Linked DNA regions of Mus musculus: region 1 is linked to region 2. Evidence: chromatin contacts called from public Hi-C data. All regions are on one chromosome and are shown on one strand. The core of a region is the stretch at or near the end of the contact, and the rest is flanking DNA. Distances in the headings are between cores, read along the strand shown.

Region 1 (5,061 bases), core at 2,480-4,979, 610 kb before region 2:
TAGTAAAATCACGCACTGTCATTAGATAGCAGACAGATGGACACAGAGAGATACAGGAGTATAGTCTTGATTCCTCACTTGTACCTATCATTTGTATACATGTACACAGCCCTTGAGCTTCGGGCTTCCTGTCTTCAAAAAGGAACAATGTAGAACGCTGAATAATTTTAAAATATACAGCATTTAATGACAGATTAAATTAATAAAATCTGATATTGTATTAGAAATCTGATATTGGATTAGGATCTATTAAAATTAAACCTTATCAAGACTGTGTCATGCAAAACCAGGTGACTGCTTTGTGTTTTCGCCTATCTTTAGACAAACCATACATACATTTTAGAGCCTAATAGAAAATGGCCTTGGACTCTGAGCTTGAATACAGTATGTTACATGCTAACTATGGAAAACATTGCTATTTCATATGCATCTTTAAAATATAGACCCTATACACTTGTAGGGCTTCATCTACCTCACATGTGCATGTAACAGCCGACTATGGATCTAGAAGACTGGCTTGTCATGACACAAATGCATCTTACAGTTCCTACGAATCAAACTCAACCAGGATACTCAATTGAGAAGCAGTGCACCTAGCTAGTTGTCCTACACAAATATTTAATTTATATATGTTTTGTTTCGTGTAAATTACACCGTGTCTTTCAATATTGTTCACATAGAAAAAAACAAACAAATTCCAGGACGTGAGTGTCTCCTGTCATATGTTATGCTTGATGACAGAGAACACAGTGTGACTGGGTCACCTGTGGCTCAGTGTTTTTGGTACGTCAAAACCACTGTCATTTTACTAAGGAATACAACTGGGAAAAGGAAGGGTGATTGTCTCTGGCAGGTAGAAATGCGTTATGTTTGTTCTGACCCTGGCTCAAATGGAAATGAAACAGTTCCAGACCTTGGAATGGTCCAGAAACTAAAATTGCTCATTTGAAACTGCCAGAAGGGAACAAGACAAAATTGAGAAGGATTTTTCTGCATCTTTCATTTGGAGAGCATCAATTCCAAGGACGCAGTAATCAGATCACCTAATTATCAGATCACTCTTCCTTTACCTGGGCAGCCACTGTGTCATATGACATCCTTTCCCTTACCCATAAAAGGAAGGAGAGTAAAGCTAACTGGAGTAGAGGTTTATGAAAAGAGGAATTAGTAAAACTCAGTCAAATTGCTGTACGAATAAAATTACATTTCATCTGTGTTAGTTGCTTGGAATCAAAGGAAATCTAAGGTGCCAAGAAATATCTAGCCCAAAGCTGACTTTTGAAATATGGAAAACTGAGGGCCAGAAAACTAAACCTATTTACTAAGTAAATTGGGACCCTGGGGAAGATAAAACACATTGCCTTTTGTACCGTGATCGAGAATTTTGATGTGAAATACATCACCAAGATACACAGCAAATAGACATATTCCGAAACAAAAGGTTAATTTCCAAACAAATTACTTTCTCTAAAAAGAACTACTGGCCCTCCAGCACTTGTGAAATATTTCTTGCATTGCTGTTCTCATTAAGGAGACTAAAAAGAGAAGCAGTTGGGGTGTTGGTTGGGGTTGTTTAGCATTCCTTTAGCACTTTCAGGCTTATTTGTGTCTGAAGAGGGAACCCTCTTAAATGGAAACATGACATATAAACTAACGGCTGGTTTTGACATTGAACTTCAGATCCGGGTTAGGTAGGAGTGTTTGCACTTCGTGTTTGTAATATACAAATAGGGACTTGTTTAAATTCTCAGCATGAACAGGCTGGCAGTTAGCTTAATTCCCCGTGTCTCCCTTCACTTATTTGCCTCAAAATAAAGGAAGGAGAATACTGCATGATAGCTGGTGGGTGTGGGGGGTTATTGTAACTCAGGACAACTGTTAGTACGATGTCCACACCCACCAAGAATACTATTAATAGAAGCAGCCCAGCCCACACCACCCTTGTCTACCCTTCCCTCTTTGACTTCAGTGTCTCGTTGCCACACTTACTCTAGTCTTAGTTTCATTCCTCTGTGGCATGACAAGGTATGCACTAGAAGACTTGACAGCTCTTGGGAATGATAGAGGACTGGCAACCATGATCATGTGCCAAATGTGTATGAGTCATTCGGCAGTATTCATGTAAGGGAACCACAAGGACTCCAAAAAGCTAAGGCTTTCCTTAGTGTCAAGTTTTGGAAGCGGGGACCTCCAAGTGTCTTTGGCATTCCACAGCCAGAGGTGGAACACTTGACATGAGATTCCTCCTGCCCCATTGCTCAGCTTCCTGGGAGGACTGCTGGAGCACTTGACTTGACATTCCTCCTGTTCTGTGCTCAGCTTCCTGGGAGGACTGCTGAAGCACTTGACTTGAGATTCCTCCTGCCCCATTGCTCAGCTTCCTGGGAGGACTGCTGGAGCACTTGACTTGACATTCCTCCTGTTCTGTGCTCAACTTCCTGGGAAGACTGCAGCAATTTAGTTGCAAGGATGTAAGATTCTCTTGGACTTCTTCCTGCTGAGTACATTGAACCAGTCTTCACTATTCCTACTGTGTGTGTGAGTGAGTGAGAGAAAGAGAGAGAGAGAGAGAGAGAGAGAGAGAGAGAGAGAGAGAGAGAGAGAGAGAGAGAGAGTGTATCCGTGTCTGTATCTGTGTCTGTGTGTCTCTGTATGCATAGTGTGTTGGGGGGGGGGCAGCATTTCTCTGTGTAGCCCTAGCTGTCTTAGAATTCATTCTGTGGACTAGGCTCCGAGTGCTGGGATTAAAGGTGTATGCCACCACCACCTCCACCTTTCACTTCTATCTGTGCTTTCTCTACTAATGGCAGGAAACATCTAGAAGTCTCTCCTCTGCCATCAGGTCTTGTGTGCTAGGTTCTAAAGAAGGAGTCTAAGGTTGACTCTAGCTGTCAGTTCACCTGCAGAGGGCACAAAGCACAGCTGTAACCAGAACCCTTCAGCCCCCTTGGCAAGGTCCTCTCTAAACTTTTGCAAGCCTGGATTACAAATTAGAAGAAATCTCCCAGCCTGGGCCCTCCATGTTTCAGCTCTTGCTCCTTTGAAGGTGTGAAGGCATCTTCTAGATAAGGTACTGAGAATGGAACAGGTGCCTATAGGGTAACAAATGAACACTTGACACATCTTTGGATACTAGAAATGTCTCCATTACACCAAGAAGATAATTTTATTTTTGCTCCATGAAGAGGAAGAAGCAAGGAAAAGAACAGTGGGGATGGTTAGAAATGATAGTATTACAGTACTACCAATACATGTAAGAGTATATATTTATAGTATATATTTAATGGTAGGAAGTTTAAAATGCTTTGAATACATTTGTAATAACTGCATAATAGTATATTACAATCTATTAGGTGAAATACTGCTTTATATTTGCTCTAGTTTTTCTTTCAATCAGACTGTTATTCCATGCTTTTTTACAGTTATGCATCAGCACACCTTTGGATATTTCTAGAGTACAGGTTACATGACCCTAATCTGAAATATATATGACCAGAAATGTTACAGGTTTTTACACACACACACACACACACACACACACACACACACACACACACACAGTTCTCTGTAGCATCAGTGTCACTCTGGGTAATTCACTTCTTTTTTTTCCTGCCAAGCCTGTTGGGGTAGACAGGAAATGTTGACAGAAAGGGTGAAGGAACAGGCCCATGAATCAAGGGAGACGGCGGGATTACACCCACATTCCATGAGCGGAGAGAGATTGGTCCGTGAAAAGCCGGTGAGGCATGATGAAGTGAAGGCAAGCTGGCACATGGGCATCATATGTGGGCCACTGTCTGTTAACTTTCCATTTTTACTTTACATACCAGGAGAGCAGATTGATATTGCATTTTAATTGTGTATATTAGAGGGAGGCATATGGTTACAACATTTTCTTATTTACCTCCTGTAACATGAAATTTATCATTTTGGGAGCATGCATACTTTTGATACGGGTTCAGTTCCCTCCCATGTGATGGTCTCCTGAGAGGCGTGGCCGGTTGATGCCAAGATGATGTTGGCACAATTTTCTTATTGCCATGGTGATCTTAGCTCTCCTGAAATCTCAAGAGGGACTATGATATTTTAAAAGCAACTTGAATTTTGGTAATTAAAAAGGCTGGAAAGAATACCCTTGTTACATTTTTGCCAGCATGGGCAAGTAAGGATAGCAAGAGATGTCTAGGAGGGGGGGATGTGACTCGTGCTTTCTTGGGTGGGATCAGCTTACATTTGAATTTGAAAAGCCTCCTGCAAGATATGTATGGAGTATTTATGGAAAGTCGGAGCCCTACTGTGGATTGTGAAGTGTGTCTAAGCATACCCTTTCTAGAAACATCTCTTCTCTCTCCTGGAGTCATGATCGTTTTAACTCAGAATTGAAGGTGTGATTGTCAGAGTATTTAAACATTGAAGGCAATGTGTAATGTATATAAATGTTGGCAGTTATTGAGGTAAAGCAAAAGGGGAAAAAATGTGATTTTCTCAAATGGGAAATTAAGGTAGACAAGCGTCATTCACACTGCAGGTTCATCACGTCCCAGTCTGTTTCAAAAGTTCTTACCACAGGAGTTATTTTGAACTTTTCCTGAGCAACTGTGCTTGCTCTCCAGGAAAAGCTTCAAAGCTGAGAGGAGTTTCTGTCACATCACAAGAAAAAAAAAATCAGACATTTTATCAAGCTATAAAATGAACAAATACTTGACATAATAAACATGGAAACGAACATCCAAAAAGGAAGCAGGAAGAGAACAAGGTGGAGGAGGAGAAGACAAAGAAGATGATGAAGAAGAGGAGGAAGAGAAGGAAGAAGAGGAGGAAGAAGAAGAGGAAGAGATACACATGCTTACGTCTTTGTGCCTAACTTGAGTGCTGTGTTCAGAGAGGAACTTGGTCACCAGTCATTTGTTGTTGTGATTCATTTTTAGCATTTGTCATCATCGTATTAGGGCAGCAAATCTTTAAGGGCACTGAAGGAGGGGTGGAGTGATAGTTCTTAATTAGGAAGTTTACAAACAAATGTAAATTCTCCATTTACAGATGGGCATCTTAATTGAGTTT
Region 2 (4,564 bases), core at 797-3,296:
AAGCTGGGCCTTGAGGAAGACTTGGGTTCAAGTCCCACCATCCATGTGGTGGGTTACAACTATCTATAACTCCAGTTCCAAGGGATCCAACGGCCTTACCCTTTCTGACCAGGCATGCACGAGGTTCCCACATGCAAACAGGGAAAGCATTCACACACGGGAAATAAAATGAATATTTTTAAAAGCTAAGTCATTTTCTCCTAGACGAATAAAATTAACATGTTCGAGGCTGTTCTTGAAATGCCATCTGTCGTGTGCAGGTCCGTCTAGAATGGCCGACAGACCTCGCCGTCAACCCCATGGACAACTCCCTGTACGTTCTGGAGAACAACGTCATCCTGCGGATCACGGAGAACCACCAGGTCAGCATCATCGCGGGACGGCCTATGCACTGCCAGGTTCCCGGCATCGACTACTCGCTCAGCAAACTCGCCATCCATTCTGCGCTGGAATCAGCCAGCGCCATTGCTATTTCTCACACTGGGGTGCTCTACATCACTGAGACGGACGAGAAGAAGATCAACCGCCTACGCCAAGTCACCACCAATGGAGAGATCTGCCTCTTAGCCGGGGCGGCCTCAGACTGTGACTGCAAAAACGATGTCAACTGCATCTGCTACTCGGGAGATGACGCTTACGCCACGGACGCCATCCTAAACTCGCCGTCCTCCTTAGCCGTGGCTCCAGATGGCACCATCTACATTGCAGACCTTGGGAATATCCGGATCAGGGCGGTCAGCAAAAATAAACCCGTTCTTAACGCATTCAACCAGTATGAGGCTGCATCTCCGGGAGAACAGGAATTGTACGTGTTCAACGCTGATGGTATCCATCAGTACACTGTGAGTCTGGTGACTGGGGAGTACTTGTACAATTTCACATACAGCGCTGACAATGACGTCACCGAGTTGATTGACAACAACGGGAATTCCCTAAAGATCCGCCGGGACAGCAGTGGCATGCCCCGCCACCTGCTCATGCCTGATAATCAGATTATCACCCTTACCGTGGGCACCAATGGAGGCCTCAAAGCCGTGTCCACTCAGAACCTGGAGCTGGGCCTCATGACTTATGATGGGAACACTGGACTCCTAGCCACCAAGAGTGATGAAACTGGATGGACAACTTTTTATGAGTAAGTAGGCTTTTGACCAATCTCTATAGAGCTCTCCCCTCCTCTAGCTGGCATCCAGATGAACCACTCGCATCGTCTTTAAAACTGCCTAGTCACGTCTTGCTAACTCTAATGACTTCTTATAGCTGCAGGATATTCATGTCCCTTCTCCCGACTCCTAAATGATTTGCTCTGTCGGGCCTCTGATATTGAGCATCCTCCCTGCCAGCATTGGGAATTCCTGTTGTCTGCTTGCCGTTCAAACTTCAGGATATTGGACACGCACAGCACCTGGGAGATAAAGTGCTGATTAACCCCACTGATTATTCATGTTTGCCATGGGTGCGGAAATTAGAAACGAAGAGGGAGGGTCCCAGCGGGGCTTCTGTGATTTAACAATAGGTCCAGCAACACACTTGATTGCACAGACAGGTAGATAAACTCTGAATTTCCTCTTTAGCAGAAGCAGATCAATACAGATAAAGTGCTAGGTATATTAAAAGATGTGAGGGCTGGCCATATTTCCCCTAACAATTATCTCATACTTAATAGTTCTACCGTTTGCTTTGCCAAAAAGCTGTTTTCCCCAGCTCCTGAAGCGGCTTTGGTCAAGCAAACCTGCTGCTGCGGGTATTAACCTAAGAGCTGCTGGTTGGAGGAAGCTACTAAGCCTGAGTCCCCAATGACCTGCTGGAGACTGAATGGAATCTGCCAGCCTCTGGGCTCTCCACAGCAGTGAGCGAACGTTAGACATTAGCAAGTCCTGGCTTGCTTTCCGTGTGGCTGCCAGCTGAGAATTTAGTAAGTTAGGGAGGGGATACCACAGAGAGATGGAGGTGGGTGGGACAAGAAAAAAGAAGACTTCATTGTTGATCGCGCTTAAATCAACAATGTTCGCTTCCTGTTTGTACGCCAGTGTGTTTGGGAGAATGCAAAGGAAGCTGTCGCCACCTGCTGGCGGTTTTACTGCATTGCAGAATTGTTTGCCTGGTCCTGTCTTCCTTCTTGGGGCTTATGGGGACTTCTGAGCAGCTTCACATCCTTCAAGGTGCTGGTACTTGGTCGTCCTTCACTAGCCAGTGCTCTTTTCCTCTGTGGGGACCATCTGTATATCACCTTTAGTTCTCAGCACAGTCGGGTTAAGGCTTTAATCCACAAACCTCCCGGACGCTTCCTTCTGGCAACGGTTATATCAAATGACCTTAGACACATACATTGTAGCTGCTAAATCTCTTGAGTGAAGAGCAGAGGCCCTCCTGAATTAGGCCTAGGTTGGAGTCCAGTTCTGAAATTCGGGTGTAGGGATCCCACAGAAATGAGCTCTTTGATTGGAGGCAGCTTGCTGCCAAAGGTCCCCAGCCGAATGAAAATATACACTTGATTCTTTTTTTTTTTTTTTTGAAGTGTTTAATCAAGAGTTACAGTGAAACTGATTCACGTTTTCTCTTTTAATTTGATAGGCTTGAGAATGTGAGTAGATCCAAGCATCTAAATTTTCCGTTGTGGAGAGATTCACACATACAAGTTTTCCTTAGGTTCCCAAGGAAAAACTCAGACACAAGCTGCACTTCCTGTCAGGGGTGTAAGGTCCAGGTGAACATACACAGTGATTGCAGAAGTCTAGAGAAGGAGATTAACAGAAATGAAGAAAACTATGGGATGTGCTTCAGTGAGATGTTCCCCTCAGTTCCAGAATGTTCCAGGAAGTCCCAGCCTTGGAATTAAAATTTCCCCAGTTGCAGACTACTGAGTCCAGATAGAGTATGATGGCCACAGTCCACCTTAGAGGGAATGTCAAACTGCACAGCCTTCTGCAGGACAAAGCCTCGCTTGCCAGGAAGCTCCCAGCCTCGGCATCAGGGAGGCAGTGGTGTGGATGCCCGCTCTGAGATGTGCTTCCCGTTGGCATTGGACAAGTTTCTCAACCTCCCTGAGCGCCTGCGTTCACATCTGTCAGGCGGTAGCATCAGCTGCACAGGAGTTGTGGGTGTCCATTGTTAGCTTTAGATAACTTTAGAAATCAGCAAACCTTGGTATTCAGAAGCTCAACAAAAACGAGATGCTAACAAGACTGGAAAGAAGCAATAAAGCTCATCTCTGTCTCCGGCCCCTCCTGCCTAAAGAAGGATGCGGGTGTTAGACGGGGATATATGTCAGCAGCAGAATTGAGGGGTGCGCTTCGCACTTTAGTCCTCTCTGTGCTTGGTACTTGCTCACAGTTCCCACTTCTGTCGGTCCCCATATCCTGAGGTCCAGAGGCATAAAACATAGAACGTCCCTAAAGCCAGGCCCTCCAGAAGAGAGGCGCTATGATGTGTGCCCTGTGGTTGTGGCCAACTCCTCCATATCCAGCCAGTGGAAAACCAGCAGGTATCACACAGTCTAAATGCTGGCTTCCCGTGGGATGGAGTTCAGCAGTTATGTTATAGAAAGAGCAGGCTCTGTGGTCTTCCAAACAGGAATGGTTCACTCTGGAAACAGTTACATTCCTCTGTCTTAGAAGGTGGCTTTTGGAGAGCCAACCACAATGGAGATGTAAGAATTGAGCTTTGGGGGATCCTCCCGTGCCTCCATGTTTCCAGAGTAGAGAAGAGCAGCCTTGGTTTAATCTTTGTCTTTTTATCTATTTATGAGGCATAAAATGCTGTCCATTTCACTGCAGTCCAAATCCCCAGTACTTTCTCCATGTTTGGTGAATGGCTGCCACCAAGGTCCTGCCAAGTCTGTTGAGGTAAAACAGAGACCTCATTGCTGGTTATCACTGCTCTCAGTCCAAAGGGATAGTCCAGAGGTTCCTATAGAGAGAGCTGAATCTGCATATCTGTTGTGGGGGAAACAAGCAGCTGCACCCCCTCCCCCCCTCCTCCGAAAGTCAGTCTGCAAGCTAGGGAGCATGCTTTCCCCACACAGCCTGGGAGATGCTTTCCCGTGCCCTCCCCTCCACTTCCCCCAGAGTGGAAACTCTATTTCCTCCTCTCAGACGAGTGGCCAGCAGCAGCCTGCCCAGAACAGAAGTCCTGGAACTACGCAGGACCAGACTTCAAGTCCTGCTCCCGTTCCAGAGAATACACTCAACACAGTCCTTGCCTGGTCGATCTCTGCTGCTGAGCACTGTGCAAGACACCTGAAGCCCAAACATTATCGTTGCATCACTTTCTTATTTTAAAATACTTCTATGCGTCTAAAATATGAAAGGAAGCTACAATTACTAAACTATAGGAATAGTCGAATAAAACAACAATTAGTCAAAAATCCCACACAGAAAAATACCATTTAATACTTATACGTCTGTATTTTCAGAGATGCTTATCTACGCTTGGAAACGCATGTGCTGGGGACAAAATGTTCTTTGTTTTTCCTTTTCCACTCAACCCTGAGTCTGTGTGCGTGCAGTGTGCACATAAATGCGTGCCGATAAATAGGAGCCCACGCTGTTCATTTTGACAGCCG

The links. A called contact is a pair of places that touch in the nucleus more often than the background predicts.
Region 1: a Hi-C map of cortical neurons shows a contact between it and region 2, with 4 times the contacts expected there. The contact joins two enhancer-like sites. A contact is called at or near these places in 8 of 484 Hi-C or Micro-C datasets (cerebellar granule neurons, cerebellum, cerebral cortex and 3 more) and 5 of 115 datasets of contacts at active chromatin or transcription factors (embryonic basal ganglia, embryonic forebrain, embryonic hindbrain and 2 more).

What each region holds. Positions count from the first base shown.
Region 1 is chr11:36,652,824-36,657,884 of GRCm38.p6, reverse strand. The region is part of intron 2 of Tenm2 (teneurin transmembrane protein 2); the gene reads left to right. Among named protein-coding and RNA genes, the nearest start is that of Gm51889, 42 kb to the left of the region's middle. Within about 2 kb of position 3,729, at least 2 of the 459 cell types and tissues checked have an H3K27ac peak or open chromatin away from gene starts, as enhancers often do. A contact at or near this core is called in cortical neurons, where this site is marked.
Region 2 is chr11:36,043,338-36,047,901 of GRCm38.p6, reverse strand. It overlaps Tenm2 (teneurin transmembrane protein 2), which reads left to right. Exons shown (of 29, transcript NM_011856.4): 23 at 261-1,135. Among named protein-coding and RNA genes, the nearest start is that of Gm42072, 48 kb to the right of the region's middle. Within about 2 kb of position 2,046, at least 85 of the 459 cell types and tissues checked have an H3K27ac peak or open chromatin away from gene starts, as enhancers often do. A contact at or near this core is called in cortical neurons, where this site is marked.